Regions from separate parts of the Mus musculus genome. Here region 2 is linked to region 1. The links are chromatin contacts, called in public promoter capture Hi-C maps. All regions are on one chromosome and are shown on one strand. The core of a region is the stretch at or near the end of the contact, and the rest is flanking DNA. Distances in the headings are between cores, read along the strand shown.

Evidence for each region. Promoter capture Hi-C pulls out the DNA fragments that hold promoters and counts their contacts.
Region 2: a promoter capture Hi-C map of hippocampal neurons shows a contact between it and region 1, with 5 times the contacts expected there. The contact joins the promoter of Cbln4 here to the promoter of 4930529I22Rik in region 1. A contact is called at or near these places in 2 of 39 promoter capture datasets (the 3T3-L1 cell line and hippocampal neurons).

The regions. Positions count from the first base shown.
Region 1 is chr2:169,401,916-169,407,867 of GRCm38.p6, reverse strand. It overlaps 4930529I22Rik (RIKEN cDNA 4930529I22 gene), which reads left to right and starts at 2,412. Exons shown (of 3, transcript NR_166086.1): 1 at 2,412-2,451.
Region 2 is chr2:172,040,210-172,046,161 of GRCm38.p6, reverse strand. Cbln4 (cerebellin 4 precursor protein) reads left to right here and starts at 2,696. Exons shown (of 3, transcript NM_175631.3): 1 at 2,696-4,145. The coding sequence starts at 3,864.

The DNA.
Region 1 (5,952 bases), core at 1,163-3,662:
CTCCAGTGCAGAGGGAACAATCTCAGAGTTTCAGAGGCCTGGGGCAGCACTCAGATAAATAGACAGCATCTATACCCCGCCATGCCACTGGGTACAAGAGCCAGTCCTGCTTCCACAAGATGATAGCTAGTGCCTTTGATTAGCGAGTTTCTCATCTTCCTTGGGACATCAGTTCCTACCAGCAGTCAGTGTTGATGGGAGACGGATAGGTCCTCAAAAGCTTCAGTTAACCATTTGTAACATTTGCAGAGGGGTGCTCTAGTGAGGATTCCTCAATAGCTCTACGTTAGTTGCTTTGTATTCATGACTGTGACCAACACTCTGACATGAAGCATCTTAAAGGAGGGGAAGTGTGCAGTGCCTCGCAATCTGAGGGACTATAGCTTACCTTGGTGGTGAAGGAATCCCATACGGTCAGGAAGCAGAGAGCAGACAGACAGGAAACAGAGAGCAGATAGGAAGCAGAGAGCAGACAGATAGGAAACAGAGAGCAGACAGGAAGCAGAGAGCAGACAGACAGGAAATAGAGAGCAGACAGAGAGGAAGCAGAGAGCAGACAGACAGGAAACAGAGAGCAGACAGGAAGCAGAGAGCAGACAGGAAGTGGATCACATCTACAAATTCTCAAATTGCTCATAGACACATTTGTTTCCCTATGCACCCACAGTGAGGAACGCGCTAGGGAACCAGCCCTTCAGCTTCGGAGCAAGGTAGGAGTGAGAGGGGGCCTGAAGAGAGATGGGTGCGGCACAGAAAGTGCTCATGTTCCCAGCCCCAGTGCTGGTGGGAGTGGGAGGTGTACAGCATCTTCTTAAGGGGAGCTCAGAGGGAGGGTGGAGCTTCGCTTCCATACACCAAATTATTGAACCATGTCTTAAAAACCCATCAGAACCCCCAAGGTCTCCTTGCTTTGGTTATTATAGCATGTGTGTAGCACGACAGCCTGGGGAGGTCAGAGGATGGCCCTTTGGATCCCATTGCAGGGGTGGGCTCGAGTGCACAGGCTCCTGTGGCAAGACCTTTCGCCTGACGAGCCATCACATCAACCTGGAATCTTCAAGTTTCAAGTTGCAGTGGACCCAGCATCCTTAGCTTAGAGCATCCTAAGATTTAATTACCCACCTTTCTTTTCCCTCCTTTCTTCTCTCAACGGAAGAAGAAAGAAATCACTTGAACTAATGAAGCTAGTGTAATTTTATGGAAGATTCTTTTTAATGTTAGCTGTGTCTGGTGTTGCCATGTGCTCAGGAGTGGGGAAAAAGAATGAAGTTAGTGACCCCTGCCCCTCAGGAGCCTTTAACCCTGTGGGGCAGGTAAGATGGGCTCCCGCCCATCATCATTGCGTGATGGGTAATGCCTGGTCAGAGGTATGCTCTTTGGATTCCCTGACTCAATCACCACCATAATTGTGAGAAATAGATACTGTCTCCATTTACAGATGAGGCCACCAAAACTCATTAAGGGCCCTAGCGGACTAAGATGCAACCCCAGTCAGTGAGAAACAGGAGCGGGCATGGCTTGCATCAGAACCCAGTTCCAAGGACTCCAGAATCTTTTCCCAACTGAAACCTCTTTCTTCTGTCCCAAACAGGATTGGCAATATAAGAAACAACGGGCCAGAGAAAAGTGGAACTCCAGAACAGCATTCAAGATGGCTGGAACAGTGTAAGTTAAGAACGACTTTCATATCACCCCAAAATAGGAATCGTTTCTAAGTCTGAGAAGATAGGACAGGCTGTCATTTCATAAGGAAGTCTCGAATTATCTGGGATGGATTCCTGGAAATGTCAATAAAAAAATTAAATTCTCACAAGGGAACTTCATTCCAATTAAAAGAGCTTCAATTCATTTGCTGTCAAGCATTATCTTTTTACAGATACCCTGATCTGTTCAAATTGATCGGAACATGATGAATATTTCAAAAAAAAATCACTCTTCCTAAGAGAGGGTAGAGTGAACACTCAGGGGTAGAATTTCGGGTTCCTATGACAGCAGGCAACGAACACTACAAATTTGCCTGGTAAACAGAGTCAGGCACCGTGTCTCAAATATATCCTGATGTATATTTTATATTCCAGAGATTGTCAGGGCAGGAACAGGCAAGGAAGAAAGGCAAAATATTTCCAAAGGAGTGTCTGGTCTGGAGCTGTGAACCTGTCTCATGGCTGTCTTCTGTCCTTAGTAACCAAGAATGGAGTAGCTTTCCTGAGCTATAGGAAGGTTGGTAAAGGAGCCCAAAGCATGAGAAGTGCCCCGCACAGGGCAGGACCACTGGCAGGATCTTCCTGTGGCTGAGGGAATCTCTCTGAGCCTTCCCCAGAGAGAGGGATTCAGGAGAACAGGAGGAGGAGGGGCTTGCCATGGTTCCTGGTGGCCTCTGTTACTATGACAACCATCCCCTTTGTTTCCCTGAATCCAAAGCTGCTGCCTCATTTAGCGAATGGCATTCAGGTGAGACAGCTGTGTGAAGACATTAGGAGAATGAGGACCTGGGAAAAACAAAACTGCCTCTGTGCACGTGTGTGTGTGTGTGTGTGTGTGTGTGTGTGTGTGTGTGTGTGTGTGCATACACGAGTGCATGCATACACTCACAGTCACACATCTATACATGTATGCACACATACATGAACACATGTACACACGTGCATACACACATCTATACATGTGTGAACACATGCATGAACACACACACACACACACACACACACACACACACACACGCTGGCACCATGAAGCCCCTGGGATGTTTTCAGTCTTCTTGCTGCTGTCTTTAAGCAAGTCACAGCTGTGCCTGCTGTGACATAAATGTTTGGGGACTATAGCTTTCTCTGGCTGTCACTTGAGTAGTTGTATTTCACATGGTCTTTGGATTTCTGCAATGCATTTCTTTGCCTATGGAGAGTCTAACTCCACTACCCAGCATCTCTAACCATCTCTGCCTCCTGTTCTGTCCCCAAGTTTTCTCAGCATCCTGTTCACCTCTTCCAGGGCCATGACCACAATTCACAATATCTCCTTGTCTATTCTTGATCGGGTTTTGTAGACATCCCCACCAAGGTGCGAGGCTCCAGGAGAGCAGAGAGGCTGTGCTCTTGTGCAGTATTATCAAATGCAGTATCTGTATAATCGATGTATAAGGTGACGGCTTTGAAAACGTGACCTACGGGGTGGAGACACTGAGCTCTGGTCCTGTGCCTTAGAGTTGCCTAAATCAACAGCAAACAAGTATCACATTAAACTCAAAGATCACGAAGCTGCAGAACTAATGCAGCGGATAAAAGGGCTTCCTCACAAGCAATAGAACCCATGTTCAATTCCCAAAAGCCATGGAGATAAGCTGGGTCTAACCCAACACTGTAGAATCAGAGACCTCTGATCCCTGAGACTCACTGGTCAGTCAGTCTGTCCTACCCAGGGAGACCCAGGTCCCAGTGAGAAACTCTGTCTCATAAAATAGTGGTTAGCATGAAGAATAATACTGGAGGTGACATCTGGCTTTTTTCACACCACACACACGCACACACACACACACAGACAACATGGCCCAAGTGTCAGCTCTATGTTGCTCTCCATACTGTCTCTTTTCAGACTTCTACATCTCCTGCATGTAAGGACCAGGTAATCCAGCGAGCGGCTGGGACAGCATCAAGATGTCCTTCAAGGACTAGGGACTGTTGAGTGCTTGGAGAAAACTGACAGCAGGAAGCTTTTACCAGACTGAGAGATGGCAAAGGGAGGAGCTCTGTGTCTTTAATATTCTAAATGCAGAGTAGAAAATGTCTATCATGCATAGGGGCGGAGCAAAGATGGCGCAGGTGAGAGGAGGGGAACACCCAGAGGAACTGCCCAGCATCACCCCTTGTGTTCCCAGGCTTTTCAAGACCTCATGGTCTTATTTGCTTTTTATCTCCCAGTTGTCAATCAAGCAGGGGTGGGGGAAGACACCTACCTATCTCATACTGGAATATCATGGCAAAGGTATACTGAACATGAAAGAACAAGGCTATACACGTTGTGAACATATTTTAAACCACTTTGATGGGAATGGCTCTCTCTAAGATACCTAAGCAATGATCAGGCAAAATGTCTTTGCAAGAATATGTATTATTCTCTTATATATGCAAAAAGAGTACTGTCTTAGTCAGGGTTTCTATTCCTGCACAAACATCATGACCAAGAAGCAAGTTGGGAAGGAAAGGGTTTATTCGGCTTACACTTCCATACTGCTGTTCATCACCAAAGAAGTCAGGACTGGAACTCAAGCAGGTCAGGAAGCAAGAGCTGATTCAGAGGCCATGGAGGGATGTTCTTTACTGGCTTGCCTCACCTGGCTTGCTCAGCCTGCTCTTATAGAACCCAAGACTACCAGCCCAGAGATGGCACCACCCACAAGGGGCCTTTCCCCCTTGATCACTAATTGAGAAAATGCCTTACAGCTGGATCTCATGGAGGCATTTCCTCAACTGAAGCTCCTTTCTCTGTGATAACTCCAGCTGTGCCAAGTTGATACACTAGCCAGTACAATTACCAAACAGCCAGAGAAATAGGAACAAAACCCTAGATCTTAAAACTTTAACCAGAAGTTACACTATGATCTGCTAATTACCTGTGCCATTTTCTCCCCCACATTCTTGTCTCAGACTGATGGGAACTTCCCCCGTGTACATTTGCTCCAAGATCTCAATTGTCTTCATGCCTTGGAGGACATCTTGAGAGGCTCCCATTGCCTGCAGTATCTGGTCACTCTCGTGTCCTTTAACGTGACAGGAGAACGAATCCCCGCCCGTTGTTTCTGTGTCTTTTCCTATTGATGTGATAAAGTACTTTGGCAAAAGCAACTTTGTAGAGAAAGGATGTATTTTAGCTCACAGTTCGGGAGTCTTATCTGTCCTGGTGATGATGAACTCAAGGCAGTAAGAGCTTGAAGCATCTGGTCACAGAGTGTCCGCAACCAGGAAGCAAAGAGCAATGAACGCTTACATAGTGGTTCTTAGGTCACTCTCTCTACACTATGCAGTTGAGAAATTCCTTCCCAGGGAAGAGTCCTGACCACAGTTAAAAAGAGTTTTCCCAAATCAACGAATACATAGATAATCTGGAGTAGGCATGCTTAGAGCACTGTCTCCAAGGTGACTCCAGATTCTGTCATGTTGATAATTAATTCTGACCATCACACTCCTCTCTGAAAAGATCACCAGTGAAGCTCGTCGACACCAGGGGAAGAAGATACCATGTCTTCAGTGTCAGAGACATTCTAAACAGTCAGTCAGCAGTTCACGTCTCAAGCAATCACAGGGCCAGGGCGAACCTGTCATGCGAACCTCATTCAGAGTCACATTTCAGAGAGCGGAATGAAGACCCCCTACCTCAACTCTGCTAAGAGGTGACAGGAAAGAAAAGGATCACCATCTAGGGCCAGGAAGGTGGCACAGTCACTAACGTGCTTCCCGTGTAAGCATGAGGGCCTGAATTTGTTCCCCAGAAGCCACGTAGAAAAGCCTGATGGGATTGTATGTATTACAGCCTCAAGGCAGATGAGATCAGATCTAAAGCTGTGGAGGTTGCAGCATTGGTCCAAACCTCCCATTCCCATGCGAGTCAAGCACAGTAGAGGCGGGTTTCAAATCTCTCTAATAGCATCCTTTCTTCACAAATTTCCTTCAACTATCCCTGGCTTAGAACTAGGACTATCTCCTCTCAGCCAAACTCTATGGTGTGCTGGGACGTGCTGGGTCCTGTAGGATTCTCTGGATACTGATAGGCCCAGTCACTGCAATGCTCTTCCTTGTTAGAACCTACTGGTTAGTCCACGATTTGGACCTCAGTGTCTGATGAGGGTATGGTTTTGTTTCCTGTTTTGGGACCTTACAATTCCACTTAACTTAAGAATTATTTCTTCTCCCCTCAGGGCGCATTCAAGGCCCTTACTGTATGCCCTTCTCCTTGGGTTTC
Region 2 (5,952 bases), core at 1,447-3,946, 2.6 Mb before region 1:
AGCGACAGCTGAGGAGTGTACTGACCTTGCGGCTGTAGCATACAGTGCTTCCCCACAGCTGTCTCAGCCTTGAGGTCCAAGCCCAGACAAAGACAGTCTGGGAGCCTCCTCTCAGCGGTCTGTCTAGGTCTGATACCCAATGGACTTCTGGTATTTAAGGGATTGCCAGTGCCACAGCCTTGAAGCTCTCTCAGTTCTGTCTTCCGTAGGGGAGAAAGGTATAACTGATTGGCTCACAATGTCATATAACTTTTCCTAGCAGGTGACTGCAGGAAATGCCCCATCCCACACCTACAGGTCACCTTGAATAGCAAGACTTCTTTTAACAAGGAACCAAGACTTTCACCCAGATGACTGAAGCTTTGGATTTGTGTTTCATGGAAGAAGTTTCGCTCCAATTAGCTTGTACTAGAGGACAAATGGCTGATACGATGCAGTCTATTTAGAAGTGTTCAGTCGCTGTTCATTTAGCCCCTGGGTCTGTAATGCAGTCCCCCTGCTGGATTTGAGGCCTACAAAAATACTCCGTCGGTGACAGAAGAAAGAAATGTATTTAGCTAAGAGCTTCTTTGGAAAATAAATCCTAAGAGAAGAAAAGAATACAGAGAGAATATATCGGGGCTTGTGAGGAGAATAAAGGTTATCTATTTAACAGCTCTGTCAATTGAGTTCTTTCTCAAACTTCTCCCAGTTGAAAAACAAACAAACAAAACCCCAAGGCTTAGCTTGGATTCTTCATCTTGGCCAGAGGAGGCACTCTTACCCTTACAAGAGAAAAAGTCGAACCAAATTTCTTCTAGTGTCTGGTCTCAAACCCAGCCCTGGAGCCAGGGAGATGGCTCAGCCAATAAAAGCTCTTGCTCTGCAAGCACGAGGGTCTAGCAAATTCCCAGAACTCACATGAAAAGCCAAGTGTGGATGCACGTGCTTATGACACCAGCACCAGAGAAGGGGGAGACAGGAGGCTTGCTGAGGCTGGCTGACGGAGAGCCAGCTCCAAGGTCAGTGAGAGACCCTGTCCCAAGGGAGTAAGGTGTAAAACAATAGGCAATAGAGCAGGACCACGTGCACATACACGAGTGGACACACACACAACATGCACACACACATGCCCACACATACACATATGCACACACATGCATGTACACACACAATGGAACATGCACAGACATTCACATGTACACACATGCACACATATATACACATACATGCACACACATACACACATGCACACACATGCATGCACACACACAATAGAACATGCATAGACATATACATGTACACATACACACATGCACACACATACACACATGCACACACATGCATGCACACACACACAATAGAACATCCATAGACATATACATGTACACATACACACATGCACACACATGCATGCACACACAATAGAACATGCATAGACATATACATGTACACATACATACACACATACATATGTGCATATACATTTACACACACATACACATACATTTGCACACACATGCACACATATGTATACACACCCACACCCACACACACCACGGAAGTGCCACAGGCACTGCAATGACTAGTGATCAGTGTTTGAATAAGGACATCAGAAAAGGTCAGATGAGAAACTATATGAAGTTTACGGTGGTGTCAAGGTGGCACTCTCCTAAAGGCCTGGCAAGCTTTTCTGTTTTTTTTTTAGAGCTTCGATGAAAGATATGCAACATTGTTACAAATAGCATAGCCCCAGAGCCCCAGCAACTCACAAGCTGCACTGACTACCTCCCTCAACTGTGTTTCCAGACAGCACATCTTTATATCACTATAAGAAGTTGGGGCTAAGGATCAACCCTAGGGGCATCTTGTATCTTAATACTTGGAATTTCAGCATGAGCTTGCGGCACACATTCCCTTGGAGAACCTTAGGAGATCAGACTAAAGATGTAGGTCTGTCTGGATTCTGCAGAGGAAGAGCTCGAACGCCATTCCAAGAACGCACAGGACCATCTGGGAAGCTTAATCTGACCCAAGGACATGACTCAACCTCTAAACAATTTGCAACCAGTACGTACTAATCAGGAGGTCTGAGTGGCTGGTGGCTTCCACAGGGACGTTGTTTTGATTAGAGAATAGCTGCACTGTTCTCCTGCAGCTGAAGTCAAGAGAAGTCAACAAGGAATTTGGGAGTGTCCTGACCCCAAAGAATACTGAACCAGAAAGCCGGGGCCCTTAGTTTGGGTAGTATTGGCCACTCATTAAGGTCTTGGTCAGGTTCATGCAGCCAACTCCAAAGCCAAGCTCTGCTTCCCCGCTTCCCTTCCGTGGCTTCCGAAAAGGAAAATAAGTTGCCAGTCAGAGGCCAAGATGGCAGTGGAGTGCACAGGGGAGGAACATCAAAGAGGGAGAGGGTGCAGTACTCTCGGGGTGTGCATTTTAATTGTTACATTTAAGGGATACTGTTCACTATGATTGTTCCTGCCCCTGATTGGGATGGCTGCACAGCGTGAGAAGGCGAGCCCCAGTGGGTTCCGAGGCTCATCCTCTTGAGCAGAAGAAAAAAAAACAGGCGCCTCCTCCACACCCGCCCCGCCCAGGGCACAGAACTGCCCCCGGGCTTTTCTGGGCTCTCCAGGCTCGAGGGTTACGTGGGACAAGCTCCTGACCAGGCGCAGTTGGGGGACACTGGCTGGTCCTCTTAGCGTCAGATAGCAAACCGCGCAGATTCGCCGAGGTCCTTCCATCTCCACATCTGAGCTGGCAGCGCCACGTTCGGTTCAGAGAGTCTTGCGCAGGGCAGGGTGAGGGGACCCACAACTCCCTCTGCGGGTCCAGGTGGAGCTGGCGGCGAGCAGCCGCGGACCCCTGGCAGGTGCAGGCAGGTGAGCATCATCCTCTGGGTACACAAAGTGCGATTTCGGGGGGATCAAGTGACCTCAGACCTTGGCAGCCGGCAGCGCCGTGCGTCCCGCTCTGTCCGGGTGCGTTCAACGTCACACAGGCGCTGCTCCGCTGGGGTCAACGGACGCCTTTTCTGCTTTCCGGGGATCCACGGGATGAGCGGGCGAGCCAAAGCCATCTGCAGGCAGCACTCCTATAAATAGCGCGCGGGTGCCCTCTCGGCGCTGTCCCTCCGGCTGCACTGCACGCTGAGACACAAAGTTGTGCGCAGGGACGCGGGAACCCAGGGCAGTAGGCGCCCTGCACCTTAGAACTGCTTTTGGCGACGGGCACTCAGCTGCCGCCTACCTGCGTCGGAGTGACACCGGGCTTTGGGGGAATTTTTGACCAAGCGCAAGTGGAAGTCGCTAGCATCCTAGCCATGGACATAACCTGGCATTCTTCTCATCCCCGGAAACACCTCCTGCCTCTGTAATTTGTTCCTGCGCCAACCAGAGTCCCTCGGACAGGACCGACACCCGCACCGCTCGGCACTAGCCACCTTTGCTAGCGTTTACTCGCGGAGTCCCCTCTGTGTCTTCAGCTCTGTGCTTCACCAGGAGTGCTTGGGTTCGGGGTGAGAATTTATTTTGTTCTTTTGAGGTGTGACTGAGAGGGTCTGGAGACTTTTTAGATGTCAAGGGACAAGTGTGGGTGCCGTGGCCCCAGGCAAAACTGATTTGGGGGTGGAGGAGTTAGGGTAGGAGTTCTGCATGAGCTCCTTAAAGGACAAAGGTAACAGAGCCAGCCAGCCAGTTCGAAGGGAGACTTCAGTCCTGAGAATTGGTGGAAGTGCGCGCGCCGCTGCTGCCGCCGCCGCCGCTGTTCCTGCAGCGCTGTCGATCTAGCCACTGGCGTCTTCCCGAGCTCCCGGATCCCGGGGTAGCAGGCGCCGCCTGGGAGCAGAAGCGCCAGGCTGCCGCTTGCGCACGCGGCTCACCATGGGCTCCGCGCGCCGGGCGCTGTCCGTGGTACCAGCCGTTCTGCTGATTCTAGTGCTGCCTGTCTGGGCACAGAATGACACGGAACCGATCGTTCTGGAGGGCAAGTGTCTGGTGGTGTGCGACTCGAACCCAGCTACAGACTCCAAGGGATCATCATCTTCCCCTCTGGGGATATCGGTCCGGGCAGCAAACTCCAAGGTGGCTTTTTCGGCGGTTCGGAGCACCAACCACGAGCCATCTGAGATGAGCAACAAGACTCGCATCATTTACTTTGATCAGGTCAGACTCCCGAGGGATGCAGAGCGCATATGGGGATGGGTGGTCTCTGGGTATCGGGGGCTGCATGCCCAGATTCAGCTAATATGAATAGGATGTGGCGAGATCGTTTTATCAACTGACGGTATCAGTTTGAAACTCAGAGCTGCCTCCCTTCCCCAGCAACCACAGCCTCCATTCAGTCCCGTAGTCTTTGGCACAGGCCTGCGCGGTGGGTGGCTTGGGAGCGCAGAGGAAAGCACCTGGAGATACGACAAGTTTAACAGCAACAGGTCATCAGGGGCTGAAGGGAATACTGTCCCTGGATGCTGAGATCTATTGGTAGAGAAGTTGGGCCTCTGGCTCAGACTTATCAGCAGGTGCCCTGGAGGCGTTTCTGAGGGGGCCCTATTAGACAGTCTGAATTGTTTGACTTGTGTTTCCAGGTGGAGGCTCATCTCTCCACAAGGCTCTGGGGTTCCACAAGGTGCAGGGACCCTTCCAAGTAGACACAGATGATTAGGGGTGTGGTTCTGGGGGGGGGGGGGTCAGAGACCATCTCCAGATCTCTAGCTAGGGTGACTCCGCAGGGTCCAGGGTAGCTGGATTAACACCACCCTGCCTGGTAGAGATCAAAAGCCTTTCTCACTATTGCTCCACTCAGAAAAGTTGCCCAGGCAGGAGGAAAAAGGATGGAGTAATTGCATAGAGCTTGGGCAGGTAAGCGCTGGGGGCTGGGTTTCCCTTTCTGGTTCCCCCAGGGCATTGTAATTTGCTGAGAAAGCACAGATTTTGAGGTAGCAGCCAGGGGATGGGGCTGAAACTGATGAAAGCTGCAGCTTCTGCCCAGCTGCTCAGGGCTCTGTAGACAGGAGTGACGAGCAATCCCTGGGATTCAGCTTAGCAAAGCCCTGACTCCTGCATTTTGGTTCCAATCCCAACAGTACCAGGAGTCTGTCTTATGCCAAAGTCACACAGTTCACAGTTGTATGCCGAGTCCCGCAGGCGGGTTAAGCGGGGCTTCGGGACATGCCAGGAAAGACTCGGGGTGACGTTCGTGCTCTTGACTTAATTCTAAGTAAGACACTCGCCAGCTGGCTAGAGACAGAGATGTCTCCCTAGAGGCTTAGAATGGGATAGCTATAATTTTAAAAAAATGAATTAAGTAATCCCTTTAGAGATTTTGGTGCAGTGTTTAACAAAGTGATGGAGAGGGAGCCTAAGGCCAGCCTGGTCTGTGTTTTAGCGCATTATCTAAATGCTGAAGCCTCGTGGACATTGTGTTATCCTTGTCTGGGGCATTCTTTTCAATGTCCTTCCCACCAATTAGAACAGGAAAGGGGTTTTTCTTTTGTTCTGGGAGCCGTGCATCTTTGAGACAACAAGACACACTTAGTTATAAATCTTGACGTGCTTGGATGCTTCTATTACCCTGCAGAGTCCGCGGCTAGCTTCGTGTTTACTGATCAACAATAATTGGCACCTCTACTTTGTTAATAAAGGATGCCTCTTGTGTCCGAGTCTCCCAGTCTTGGCTAAGCACTTTACATTATTCTAACGTGCTTGGCAAAAAGATGTTTTGTCAGGCCATTGTGCACAGCTGGTGACGGGGCTTTAGAAAGTCCATCTGGTCACACGTCAGAGGGCAGAGAGCTGATACTTATGGTGAGAAGCTGGGATCTCACACCTCGCACAGATCTGTATTTCAAGGCAGGGCTGAGACCGGTGCATTTACCTAAGTGTTCTGACGTTCTGGCGTGCTGTAAAGAGGCAGGGTGCACTTTGAGGAAATGAAGCAGGAAGTACGAAATATGTTAATCTTGACAAGATG